Linked DNA regions of Sus scrofa: region 2 is linked to region 1. The links are chromatin contacts, called in public HiChIP or PLAC-seq maps. All regions are on one chromosome and are shown on one strand. The core of a region is the stretch at or near the end of the contact, and the rest is flanking DNA. Distances in the headings are between cores, read along the strand shown. Region 1 overlaps AUTS2 (AUTS2, activator of transcription and developmental regulator). Region 2 overlaps AUTS2 (AUTS2, activator of transcription and developmental regulator).

Region 1 (6,042 bases), core at 100-2,599:
GATTAATGATGCGGCAGGAGGACGTGCATACACGGTGTGAAAGGGGGCAGAAGCCTGTGTCTGCAGCAGCTTGTCATCTGATCACACCCCCGATCTGCATCTGTGGCTAATACAACTGTGGAACCCGAGAGGGCGAAGACATTCCTGTTGGGGACCTTCATCCTCTCCCCGTGGGCACGTCAAACCTTTACGGATTCACCCAATTGCATTTTTGTCCCAACCACATCTCTCCATCCTGACCGTTCGAACTGCGCGGGGCAGCTCATTTCTATCTTTCTGAATACAGATCTGTCCTTTCTACATGACGTTCAGGTTCATCACTCTCATACCTGTTGAAAAAGTCTCGTTCTGATGACTGATTCTTCAGAACCCATGTTGGTTTCAACCATTTTCCTCCCTAACAGTTCACCAGCTCTCAGCCTAGTAGTTTGTTTTATTTGCCAAGTCACTGGTTAAGATGTAGGTTACCGGCAGAGCTGTACCTAGAACCCCAGTGTCTAAACTCCTTGCCCAGGAGTTTCCGCTGTGGCACAGTGGGTTAATGATCCAGCTTGTCTTGTGGCAGCGCTGGTTCGATCCCCGGTCCAGTGCAGTGTGTTAAAGGATCCAGCATTACAGCAGCTATGGCGTGGGTTCAATCCCTGGCCTGGGAACTTACATATGCCTCCTGTGTGGCCATTTAAAAAAATTAAAAATTAGAAGAACTCCTTGTCCGTAGATCTTTCCCTCCACTCGTCTGCCCTCCCTGCAGCCCATCTTTTAACAGCAGACATCACACAAGGCCCCTGAGGGCATCTGCCCATTTCCTGCCATGCAGTGTAGGAGCCAGCGAGCCGGGCAGGCAGTGACCCTCTGAGAATGGGAGGGGAGGTGCCCCATTTCTGGGCACTGGCCCTGGCTGGCTGGCTGCATGGCTTCTCAGAAGGCCTTTGGGGTAAACTCCTTGTGTGATGCTTTCTGGTGAATAGAACCCCCTGCTGCTTGTCCTCCTCTTTCGTTCCCACACCACCCTGCACAGTTGAGGGACATGTTTTTGCTCCCATGTCACGCATGGGGCTCAAAGGGTAGATGAGACTTGACACAGGTCCCCCAACTATACTAAGTGGCCAAGCTCTGGTACCCAAACGACTTCAGGTTCCTGTCCTCTCCGTCTTTATATCAACAATGACATCAACTCCCTGACCTCTCCCCGCTCCAGAATGCTGGCCGGGCGATTAGGTAAGAGAATATAAATAGAAGGAAAGGGAAAAAAAATAGATGCAGTTCCGAGCACGAAGTAGGCAACGTAACTGACTACTGAGGCCCTGCCACGGACCTATTCCCTGACACTCTCCAGCTGAAAAGGAACACGGACAAGTGACAGCCAGCAGTCCTGAGGCTTAAACCAACTATCTTGTAGGAACAAGCCCAGGCTGAGCTATTCTAAGCCGGATGACAGGAGTGGAATTCAGTCATGTTTCAGATGTACTTTTAGATCGGAGGAGAGGAGGAGTGCTGTAAAGAGCTCTGTAAAAATGGTTTAAAATAATAAGCTTACGGAGAAGGGGATGCAGAAGCACAACTCTGAGCATGCCTACCGCTAATTAACCGGGTTCACTGAGAGCCCCGCTGTGCTCGTTCTTTGGACTGCTCCCTGGCCCAGGAGCCAAAGGCTTCCTCCTTCGGATGGGGTGTTAATTGTCCAGCTCCTTACGTGTGAATTAGAAATAGGCAAAGGTCAATGTTTTTCTAACAGGTATGGAGTGAGTGCCTTGGTCGATCCGTGGCAAAGAGCATCACCGTTTTTCTCGTACTTGTTGACTTTGTGAAATCTACTGGAATTCCAGAATTCAGGGCTCCTTGACTCCTTAGCAAGAGCAAAGGGACAAGTACTCTGTCTTCCAGTCCTTGGTGAATTAGACCTTGAGACTTCATAATTAAAATGGATTTAATAGAGGCAGGGAAGCTGGGATATCTGCCCCAGTAAGCAGGCATCGTCTGTCAGTAGGAGAGTGTGTCCTTTGTATTTAAACAGTTTCTCCAAAAGGCTCTAAATGAGATTTGGGACCTAAACAAGATTTGGTGTGATTTGCTAATTACCCAAGTTACTATTACCTGATTAACACAGGAATCCTAATAGTCTGTTGCACTGCCTTTCTTCCGGGTGCCAGGAGGCTTGACATCTGTCACCTGTTCACTTGGAGGCATTTTAATTAACCCAAATTATGTATGTCTTTTCTGCTTCATGATTTGGTGCCTGGATTTCATATTTAAAAGTTAATAACTACCTAAAGGAGGCTTGCTGCCAAAATACAAGGAGCAAAAAGGCTGACAGATCTGTTTGTTGCTGAGAATAGGTAGAGATCTTGGTTTATGCCAAGCAGTCGGAGTGGGAGACGATGGCCTGGACGTGAGGAAGGCCTTGTGACGAGCCACGGACATCAGGAATAAACACCGCCAAATCTCACCTTGCTTTCCTGGCCTTAACGAAGGCCTCGGACCCAGTGGCGGCATAACTGGAAGGGTTGGAACCAGGAAAGCTGAATATCTTTCTCCAGATCCCACAGGAAGCCAGGGCTGCGCTTTGGATTTTAACCATGTTAATGATGGTGACGAGAGCAGCTTTCCTCTTTGCCCACCAGTAAGACTTTCATTTCAGAAGCGCGGTGTGAGCGTGATGAAGCCATCCGAGTTCGAGCCTCAGCAGCTCTCCCTGGAGATCTGAATGGCTTCAGGATGTGCTAGCAGGCTCTGTACAGCTGCTCGCTCGGAACAGTTTTCACCCTCAAATAAAGACGGCTTATTTATCGAGTGCTGAGTTCTGAAGCTCGTCTCCAGACATGCCCTATCCTGAAGGGGCCGAACGCCATCCAAGGCATCCGAGGCATGTGTGCTTGGTGACCAGACTCTTCTCTCCAAAAGCAGAGAGCTGGGTGTGCACCCGGACCCGGCCGGGAGTCAAAAGGTGGCAATGTGAGGGTTAGTCCCCAAGCCAGCGTGCCCTGGTCTTGCCTTTGGGTGCAGAGATTCCTAGGGCTGGGGGCGGGGACATGCCTCGAGGACAGAGGACCCGCCAGGGTTTGCTGACTCCTCTTTGGAGGAAGTTCCCAGGTTGTTCAAGTTCGCTGCTGCGTGTTTGAGAGGAATGACCTGCCTGAGGCACAAGCCACCCATCTCCGTGAGGTGATTAGTTCCTCCAAGGCACGAGGAGACCACGTGGCAAATTACTTCATCCGAGCGCTCTACATGTGCCCTGGGAAGGTCAGCCTCCTTCACCTACTGGTGATGAGCAGATTATGCCTAGAAATCTGTCCATTCGCATTTGAGCAGGCACAGTCCCAGGGTGGACGACAGAGTCTTTCTTGACCTCCCAGGCTCTTTCCGTCTCAGCCAAGCCTTTTCTTCTGGAAAGAGATAGTATCTTATGCCTAGAGGGTCATCCCCAGAGGACTGGCCTCTGGCTCCTCACCCAGGCATCTCAAGAGCTCAGAGCTATTGGTGTTTCCATTTTTGCAGCTCAGCTTAATAGGCAGCTCAGCTCTTTTAAGCCTTAGTACAAGGTGTGGGGAAAGTGGGCAGAAGTAGAGATGAAACAAGATTGGCCATGAGTTGCTATTTGTGGAAACGGTGACATGGAAATTTACTAGACCATTCTGTCTATCCACTGTTATATATGTCTGAAATTTTCCATAAGAAAAAGTTTAAAATCCCTAAAAAGCAAAAAAAAAAAAAAAAAGTTACAAACAAATAGGGATATCAAGTACCTTTGGCAGTCGTCTTTGTCCCCATGCCAGAGCAATGAATGAATGTTATCTTCTTGGGATATCAACTAACATCAAAATTTAGTATGGATCAGAGTTAATTTTTAAAATGTCAACACTGGAGTTCCCATCATGGCTCAGTGGTTAACAAACCCGACTATTACCGTCAACCCCCCTCCCCACACAACCCCTGGCAACCACTTTTCTGCTCTCTGTTTCTATGAGTAGGATGAGTAAGGACTAAAGATCTCATGCAAACCACGGTGACGGTAGTTGAGAAAGTTCCATGTCCTATTTCTCTTTTGCTTTGGTGTTTTCGGGTTTGGTTTCTTTTCAGATGAGATTAGACTATACATATTATTCATCAGCTCATTTTAACGGCTTTGTTGGAATGTAATTTGTATGCCGGAAATTCACCCATACAAAATGTACAGCTATTTTCCGTAATATATGGGGTTGTGTAACCATGATTCAGTTTTAGAACATGTTCATCACACCAGTAAAATCCCTTGTGCCCATCTGCAGTCAGTCCCTGTCAACACCCTCATTCCAAGCTAACTACTAATCTACTTTCTGTCTCTATAGCGTTGCTCTTTCTGAACCTTTTGTACAAATGGAATCATACAAGTTATAATCTTTTTCATCTGGCTTCTTACACTAGCATGATGTTTTGAGCTTCATCAATGTTGTAGCATGTGGTAATAGCTTATTCCCCTTTATTGCTGAATAGTAGTCCACTGAATGGATATACCATATTTTATTTACCCATTCACCAATTAATGAACATTTGTTTCTGCTTTTCGAGTATTGGTAGTAATACTGCTGTAACATTCCCATACAGCTCTTTGAGTGGTTATTTGTTTTCATTTCTTCTGCTCAATATGTTGGAATGAATTGGCTGTGTCATATACTAAATTTCTGTTTAAATTTTTTTTTAGGATAATACCAAACTGTTTTTCCAAAGTGGCTGCACCATTTGAAGTTCCCCAGTAATGTTTGAGGGTTCTGATTTCTCCACACTGACCAACATTTGTTATTGCCTGCCTTGATGAGTATAGGCATCTTTGTGGATGTAAAGTGTCTCTCATTGTGGTTTTAACTTGCATTTCCCTAATGACAATGATGATGAGCATCTTTTCATGTGTTATTAGCCATTTGTATGTCTTCTTTGATGAAACAGTATTCAAATCTTTTGCTCATTTTTCAAATTGGGTTGTTTGTCATCTTATAATTGACTTTTAAGAGTTCTGTATAGGTCCTTCTTGTAAATCCTTCATCCAACATTTTTTTTTTTTTTTTTTTTGTCTTTTTAGGGCCGAACCTGCAGCATATGGAGGTTCCCAGGCTAGAGAGTCAAATTGCAGCACAGGCACAGCAACTTGGGATCCATGCCACATCTGCAACCTACACCACAGCTCACGGCACCTCCATATCTTTAACCCGTGGAGTGAGGCCAGGGATTGAGCCTGTGTCTTCATGGATGCTAGTTAGATTCATTTCTGCTGAGCCACGACCAGAACTCCATTCATCCAATATCTGATTTGCAAATATTTTCTCCCAGTCAATGGCTTGAGTTTTTACATTCAGAGTGGTGTTTTTTGAAGTGCAGAGTTTTTAATGTTGATGGAGTCCTATTTATCCATTATTTTCTTTTATAGATTATACTTTCGTGGTTCTTTCTAAGAACTCTTTACCTAACACAAGGTCAAAGAGCCTTTCCTGTATATTTTCTCCAAAAAAGTTTTATCATTTTAGCTCTTACATTTAGAGCTCTGTGATCCAGTTAATTTTTGTGTTATGATGCAAAGGAAGAGTGCAAATTAATCTCCCTGGGTGTGGATATTCAGTTATCCCAGAATGCTTTTCCATTTAAGTTCCCTGACACTTTTGTCAAAAATCAGTTAACATACATATAAAGGGTTATTTCTAGGCTCTGATTTCTGTACCTTTGATATACATCTATCCTTTGTCAGAACCAGACTGTCTCAAGTACTATCTTTGTGTGGGATGTTTTGAAATTGGGAACTGTGAGTCCTCCAACTTCCTTCCTCTTTTTTAAGATTCTTTTGGCTATTTTGGCTCCTTTGCATTTCCATATAAATTTTAGGATCATCGTGTCGATTTCTACAAGAAAAAAAGTCTGCTGGGATTTTGATAGGGATTGCATTTAATCTACAGATCAATTTGGGCAGAATTGCCATCTTAATGTTAAGTCTTACAAGCCATGAATATGCAATGTCTTTCCATTTTTTTTAGATCTTCTTTGAATTCTCTCGAAAATGTTTTATATTTTTCAGTGTAC
Region 2 (6,246 bases), core at 1,491-3,990, 150 kb after region 1:
ATTAGCCTGAGCCCGCTGCCCTCGTTTCTTCTGGGTGTTTTTACATGGAGGCCTTTTTGAGACCCCCTGCCTCCTTCCCAGTTGCAAGGCATGTATCAGAAAATTAAAGGGCTGGAAGAGCTTTTATTAGCATACTCCCAGGTCGCCGTAAATATTCTGTCGGATTTATTTCCTTAATAATTTACTGGCTGGCATCATAATAATCACCTCCTCTAAGTTTGCTTCAGACATAAGGATCACTTGACTGGCTACTTGAGAATATGGTGTGGAGGCCAAAGAACTGACAAGGGTGGCAGCCCCAACCAAGGAGGTTGTGTAGGGGCGTGCAAGACAGCCAAAGGGCCTCTTCCTAGCCAGCTTCTGTCCTATTTCATCTCTCTCTCTTTCTCACACACACACACCCCAAGTGCAAATAAAAGCTGGATGGGGAACCTTTTCCTCTGCTTCCCCGTGCTTTCTGTATTGTGGGTACAGTGCTTTGTTTCCACATTTCTTTGGGCCAGTTAGACTCATTTTAATAGGTAGTTCCCAAATCTGCAAGAGTTATTTCAGTTTGGTGTAGAATGATTTAACTAACAGCCTTTTTCCTTAAAAAAATAATCCACTGCCATTTAAGCTGTGACTGTAACGTCGCCATTCCAATGTGAACAATTTGAAAAAGGACACTTTTTCACTGAAGAACAGTGAACTGCTCTTATCTCCAAGTTTTCAGCTGGGAAACTCGTGTTCCTAGAAATCTCACTATAACATTACAATACAGCAACGCTATTCCTATAATTTTTGCTTTCACACCTACATATTCTCGATGTCTTTAAGGCATGTCTTGTTTCCCCCTTCCATGCAACAGTTTTTTTGGCCATTTGTTTTTATGAAAACATACTACCATATACAATTTATATCATCAGGTTTAAAATGTCATGAAGGCCCTCAGCGTATTTTATATTCATGCAAAACAAAAGGAAACATCTATCTAGGATTTATTTTCTTTTATTTTAAACTGCTTATGTATAAATGTATACAGTTCAACACTTGTTTTGCACATACATTCATTTTTTCTTGATCTATGTATTAGTCGTGGGAACCACCCTTACAGTAGGAAGATGAGACTTGAAATAAAGGGGACATAGTGGTAATGACAGTATTGTATGTCGTTCTGTGTCACCTGCAGTGAGAACTGGAACTTGTTCCCCGGATAACACACAGGAATATCTCCTCTTTGTCACCATAACACGAAAAGACTAAATTGAATATCTCCTTTGTCCCCAAAAGCCAGCTCCAGGGTCAGAATATGTTGTAGTGCAGACTCCTCCCCTCCCCCTATTTCTTAGATTTCTCCTGGATTTATTCAACACTCTGTGCTGCTTTGTCGAAACATGCATCTCTGTATAAAGTAAAAATCAGTGATTTCTTAAAAAGGGTTGGATAGCAAAAATAGTGTAAATGTAACTTCCGTTATAACTATAAATGCGGATACATCATCAAATGACTATGTCATGGAGATGCTGAATTTTTAAGTAAATTTTTTTAATTCCTCAAGTTCTAGAAGTATTTAGTGCCTCTCAAATATTTTCCTCCCAACCGACGTCATGTTGGTTTTCCAGAACCTGAGTGTGTAATTTAAACTGGCTTTACTCCTGATGCTTAAACAGGCTGATTTCACTTTCCTCAAGCCACTGTAATAATTAGCAGACGTGATTTCTGGAAAATGGAAAGGAAATAATGCTGATGGCGCGTATAGTGTGGGGCTGTTGGGCAGGTCGGCTTGTTTCCATTTCAACATCAACACCAAGGTCGTCCTGGTTGCTACAGGGAACAGGGATCCCGGGGTCATCAGAGGAATCTTTAAAAGTGAATTTCAGGACATACTGGTTGACACTTTTTAATGAGGAAAAGCTTAGCATTAAATAATAGGCATTTCTGGTTTGTGAAAGAAGATTGAAAATAGGCATGTCTGCAAATATCATGAAAAAAGTACCATTTCCAAAATAATGATACGTCAATGAAATTGACAAATCATTATGTGAATAAGCTGAATTGCTTTGCGTATCATCTCATAGAAATATGTTTTGCACAGATAATACGTCTAATAAGGACACTTTTTTTTTTTTTTTTTTTTTACAATCAGGTTTTTTTCCTCTCAGCGGATAACTGCACTGCAGGTCTGGCTCCTGCAGTCAACTAGCACCACCTTATGGAAGATAGGGGGAAATTGCTGCTTTCTTTTTCAGGCTTTTCTAAAATGTAGTACATTGACCTAAAATCATAGACATGATGGTGGTGACGATAATATTAAGCCAATAATAATGCTTCCTCCCCTTCTTGTGTTTCAGGCCTCAGATGCCAGCTCTGAAAAACTCTTCAATACTGTTATTGTAAACAAAGGTAAGACTCCTTAAATCGGAGCCATAGCTTCTCTGTAAAATGTGTGTCCTCGTCCTGGCCTACGACGAACCCATAAAAGCCAGTGGTCATTCCATTTTCCTTCTGGAGCTACTGTTTATAAGTCGTATGTTTGCTTGAGACAGAACCTGTGTGCTTTTGTGATGGGTCAAAAAAACAAAACAAAAAAGGTTATTTTAGAAGAATACCTTGAATCCTTTTTAGAATGGTTTTGACTAAGAAATTACTGCTGTCTGTGTGACTTTCATTTAACGGAAGAAGCTGTAATGGAGGAGAAGAGTTGGCAACATGTCTTAACTTTATTGTTACGTATCCACAACTCAGCAGTTGGAGAACTATAAATAGCTGATTTGGCCCGCAGACGCTAATAACCAGAGCATGTGTAGCATTCACCGTATTATGGTCATAAACCAAGCCTCACTCTGCTGTGGGCTTTCTGTAAAGTTAATACACGAGCAAGGGCAAAATTTAAGTACGTGCTATCCCATTAATTTCTTCCAAACTGCAATATAGAGTAAGAGAGGCTAATGATATAGCAGTACATTAAACGAAAACTTGTCTTAAATCACTGCCAATAGGTTTCTGGGCAGTTTTCATTTGTAGCAGTATTGTTGGAAGTAAGGAAATTTAAGGGAGCTTCTAATCAGGGGCTTGCAAAGGAGTATAATTTGGAAGGTATAAATTGTACCAACCGTTTGCTCTCTTCCTCGCTGCTGTGGGCCCTGATGTAGGTGCTTGCATGATAACTGCTAAATACAGAAACGTGTGCTGTCTGTCGTGGTCTCTGTCTGTGTCACATGAAAGATGCTTGGGAGCTGGAACGGGGTTGGGCCTTCACGAAGGGAAACTTGAAACCACCTCGGCCTTCCCTAGCTGCCTTGGCTAGCATTTTTGCGAACTGGTTAGTGGGACACAGTTCCAAGTGCAGTTATTTTGAGCTCCCAGATTATTTTAGAATTTGAACCAACTGCAATTTCAAAGAGTACATTATGTTTAGCGTTCCCTTGAGGTGTACATGCTTATGTGATCGCTGTTACTCCCAGAATTATTGTCATATTGAATTTTATCTTTTTTACTGCATAATGGAGTATTCCGGTTTTATACTTCATCATATATTTTGATGGACTGAAAGTTTATGTAAATTTGTTGTCCATAACGCTAAAAGCCCAATAAAAGAAGATAGGTGGCAGTTCATAGCGTACAGGGCTCCTATGGCAAATGCGTGATTGTTGATTGCTCCTTTTGACAAAGGGGGAGGGTGGGTAGACAGTCGTGCACCCTGCAGACTGAGGAGGAGCCTGGGCAGACAGGTCCCCAGGAGTCCAGACGTTCCTGCCCCCGCCCCCTGCCCAGGACCCCCAGCCCCCGCATGGCTCTGCCTTTCCTTTGCTAGCCTGCAGTGTAAAGCTTCGGAATGCATTTCCCCACACTAGGCCCAGCCCCGACTGGAGAGCTGGCTCTGGGACCTGCATCCAGGCCCTGCTGCCCTCTGGGGCGAAAGGCTCCCTTGGGGCAGAGGAGGAGAGATTGATGACGAGCCTCCTCCTCCTCCTCCTCCAGCTTCTTCCTCCGCTCCCCCCTCCCCTCTCCCTTTTCCAATCAAACGTCTCCCACATTCTTATTTTTGTTTACTTACCGCGTGTGATTTGTGGCATCTATTTGGTTGTGAATAGTCATCCTTCTGACAGGGTGCCTTTCTTCTGAGCTGCTTTTCTGGGGGTGATTTAGTTGCCTTGAAAGGATTAAGGTTTCTTTGTGTACACTAAAATCAACACAGGCTTTTTCTAAGCTTTGCTTGGGAAACCATACACAAATAAGCATTTTAGTTGATGGCAGATTATTCCTTTGCCCCTTATTTCCATCAAAATGGCCTTTCTTTTCTTCTCCAGAGTTTCCCCTTAATGCCTTATGCTAATTCCTGTTGGTAACATGAATGACAAGAGCCGGAATCAATGCAAATCCAGGTGCTGCAAAGTAGACGGACTGGTATCCAGCACCAGCCCTCCTCCCTGGAGAGAAGAGATTAGCGGGAGGGGGGCAGCCTGGGGACAGTTTTGTTAAGGGGATTAGTATTCGGGCTGCTAAATATCAGGAAAACAAGTTCAAAAAGAGAGTCATTGTCTGGTGATAATGTCAATAATTGCTTCAGGACAGGTGCAGAGGGTCTGGCTAGGTGCTCGTGGGTTTGGGTCTCTTTGGACGCGGGGTAGTGGCCGTGTTTACTGGATGGATGGCTGACAAGGCCTTCAAGGAACTGTCAGCTTCGTGCACATCAAGTTCAAGGTCTCCTGCAAAGTGGCCTGCCTGCCTGCAAGTCAGGTCTCCCGACTCCGGGCCGGTATTCGTAGCCAAGAGCAATAAAAAGCAATGTTAAGAAAGGGCAAATTGACACCAGGTAACAAACACCACTGGGAAAATCTTCAAAGCCTCAACTTATTGAACCGTCTGACAAGAGTGCAGGGAAACTGGACGCAGCTCTTCCTCCACCTCCAGATGTTTAGAGCCACAGACCACCTCTCCCTCTCCGGAGCCCTGCTGTGCTCTGGCCTTCCAGAAGCGTGGCTTTAAGCTGCTCGCGAGATTATGCCGTGGAGCCCGGGGGGCAGGCAGATTTGGTCCATAAAATTTCACTGTGGGAGGGCAGTGCTAATCTCACAAGCTGATTGGTGGGGGAGCCCCCCCCCCTGCAGCTTTGATGGTGGGCCGGGTGGTCTGGGGCTACAGCTCTGGCTGAAGCCGCAGGGGCCGTGGCTCAAGTCCCATCAGTCTGTTGGGGAGCTGGAGGCAGTCATCTTGCCACTTTAGGTCCTGGGTGGAAGTGTCTCTCTGGGGAGGGGGGGGATAAACTAATTAGGTGGGGGGGAGCAGAAGAGTAGGTACAGTAAGTATGTTTTAGATTCCTTCAGCCTACTTGAATTTATTTTGACCCTCTCTGTTGGGGAGTCTGTCTATTTAACAGGGACCAGGGAGTTTGGTGTTTAGGTGTTTTGAATCGTTGCTTCCGTCTGATGCCTTTTATTTCTCGTTTTGGAACAAATGAATCAAATGGTGCGTGCCGGCATGTTCTGTGTACGCACTGTGCCCGTTGAGCATTGAGCTTGTCAAAAGAGGTGGGGTGATGAACCTCTAAATTACGGGGCTTAGGGTTGGAGACATAAAAAAGTAGTTTAACTTTAATCAAGGTCATGGTTGCCTTATTTAATCTTTATGTGTTTAAATGTTTACAGGATGTTCATGTGAATTTTATGAATCCTTCTGTCTTTGTGACTCAACCATCTGCCAAAGAAAAAATTAATTTTCCCAGGGAGACAGAGACACACAGAGAGAGAGAGAGAGACTGACAAATTTCTTGTCCGTATTTAGTTGGTTGAACCACTCTAGGGGCAGCAGGATGTGTACCCCCATTGTGGACTGTTTATCCTTAAAAGGAACTAACTTGTCGAATCAGTCTGTCCAGCCATTATTTATGATGCTTTTTTATCTGCTCTTGGTCCTGCTTTTCTGGGGCCGGCCCCGGGGCCGGGCCCTTTAATAGATGGGCAGAAATGCAGAAAATGAGTATGTGGTGCCTATGACCATCCTGCCATGACAGTTGGTCTTTCTTTAACTCTTAAGGTGCCCCAGGGCAGAGCTAGCTGAGGAGGAAGGGAAGGAAGGAAGGAGAACAGTACTCAGGGGTCTCTGGGGCCCTCTGTTGAGCTGGTGCTCACCCTGGTCCATGGCCTAGGTGAGAGGTAGAGAAAAGGCCCTGAATTGCCTCTTTGCCAGGGTCTGTCCTGCAGCCAAGGCACATGCCAGGTGAGAGGTGGCCAGGAGGTGTATTTCATCCCATTGCTTTCCTCACCT

What was found. HiChIP or PLAC-seq counts read pairs in DNA pulled down with a chosen protein or histone mark.
Region 2: a contact with region 1 is called in an H3K27ac HiChIP or PLAC-seq map of skeletal muscle. The contact joins two enhancer-like sites. A contact is called at or near these places in 3 of 47 Hi-C or Micro-C datasets (embryonic fibroblasts, liver and skeletal muscle) and 1 of 2 datasets of contacts at active chromatin or transcription factors (skeletal muscle).

Annotation. Positions count from the first base shown.
Region 1 is chr3:14,556,957-14,562,998 of Sscrofa11.1, forward strand. The region is part of intron 5 of AUTS2 (AUTS2, activator of transcription and developmental regulator); the gene reads left to right. Among named protein-coding and RNA genes, the nearest start is that of GALNT17, 470 kb to the right of the region's middle. Within about 2 kb of position 1,350, at least 7 of the 83 cell types and tissues checked have an H3K27ac peak or open chromatin away from gene starts, as enhancers often do. A contact at or near this core is called in skeletal muscle, where this site is marked.
Region 2 is chr3:14,703,456-14,709,701 of Sscrofa11.1, forward strand. AUTS2 (AUTS2, activator of transcription and developmental regulator) reads left to right here. Exons shown (of 20, transcript NM_001246269.1): 6 at 2,331-2,382. Among named protein-coding and RNA genes, the nearest start is that of GALNT17, 320 kb to the right of the region's middle. Within about 2 kb of position 2,741, at least 5 of the 83 cell types and tissues checked have an H3K27ac peak or open chromatin away from gene starts, as enhancers often do. A contact at or near this core is called in skeletal muscle, where this site is marked.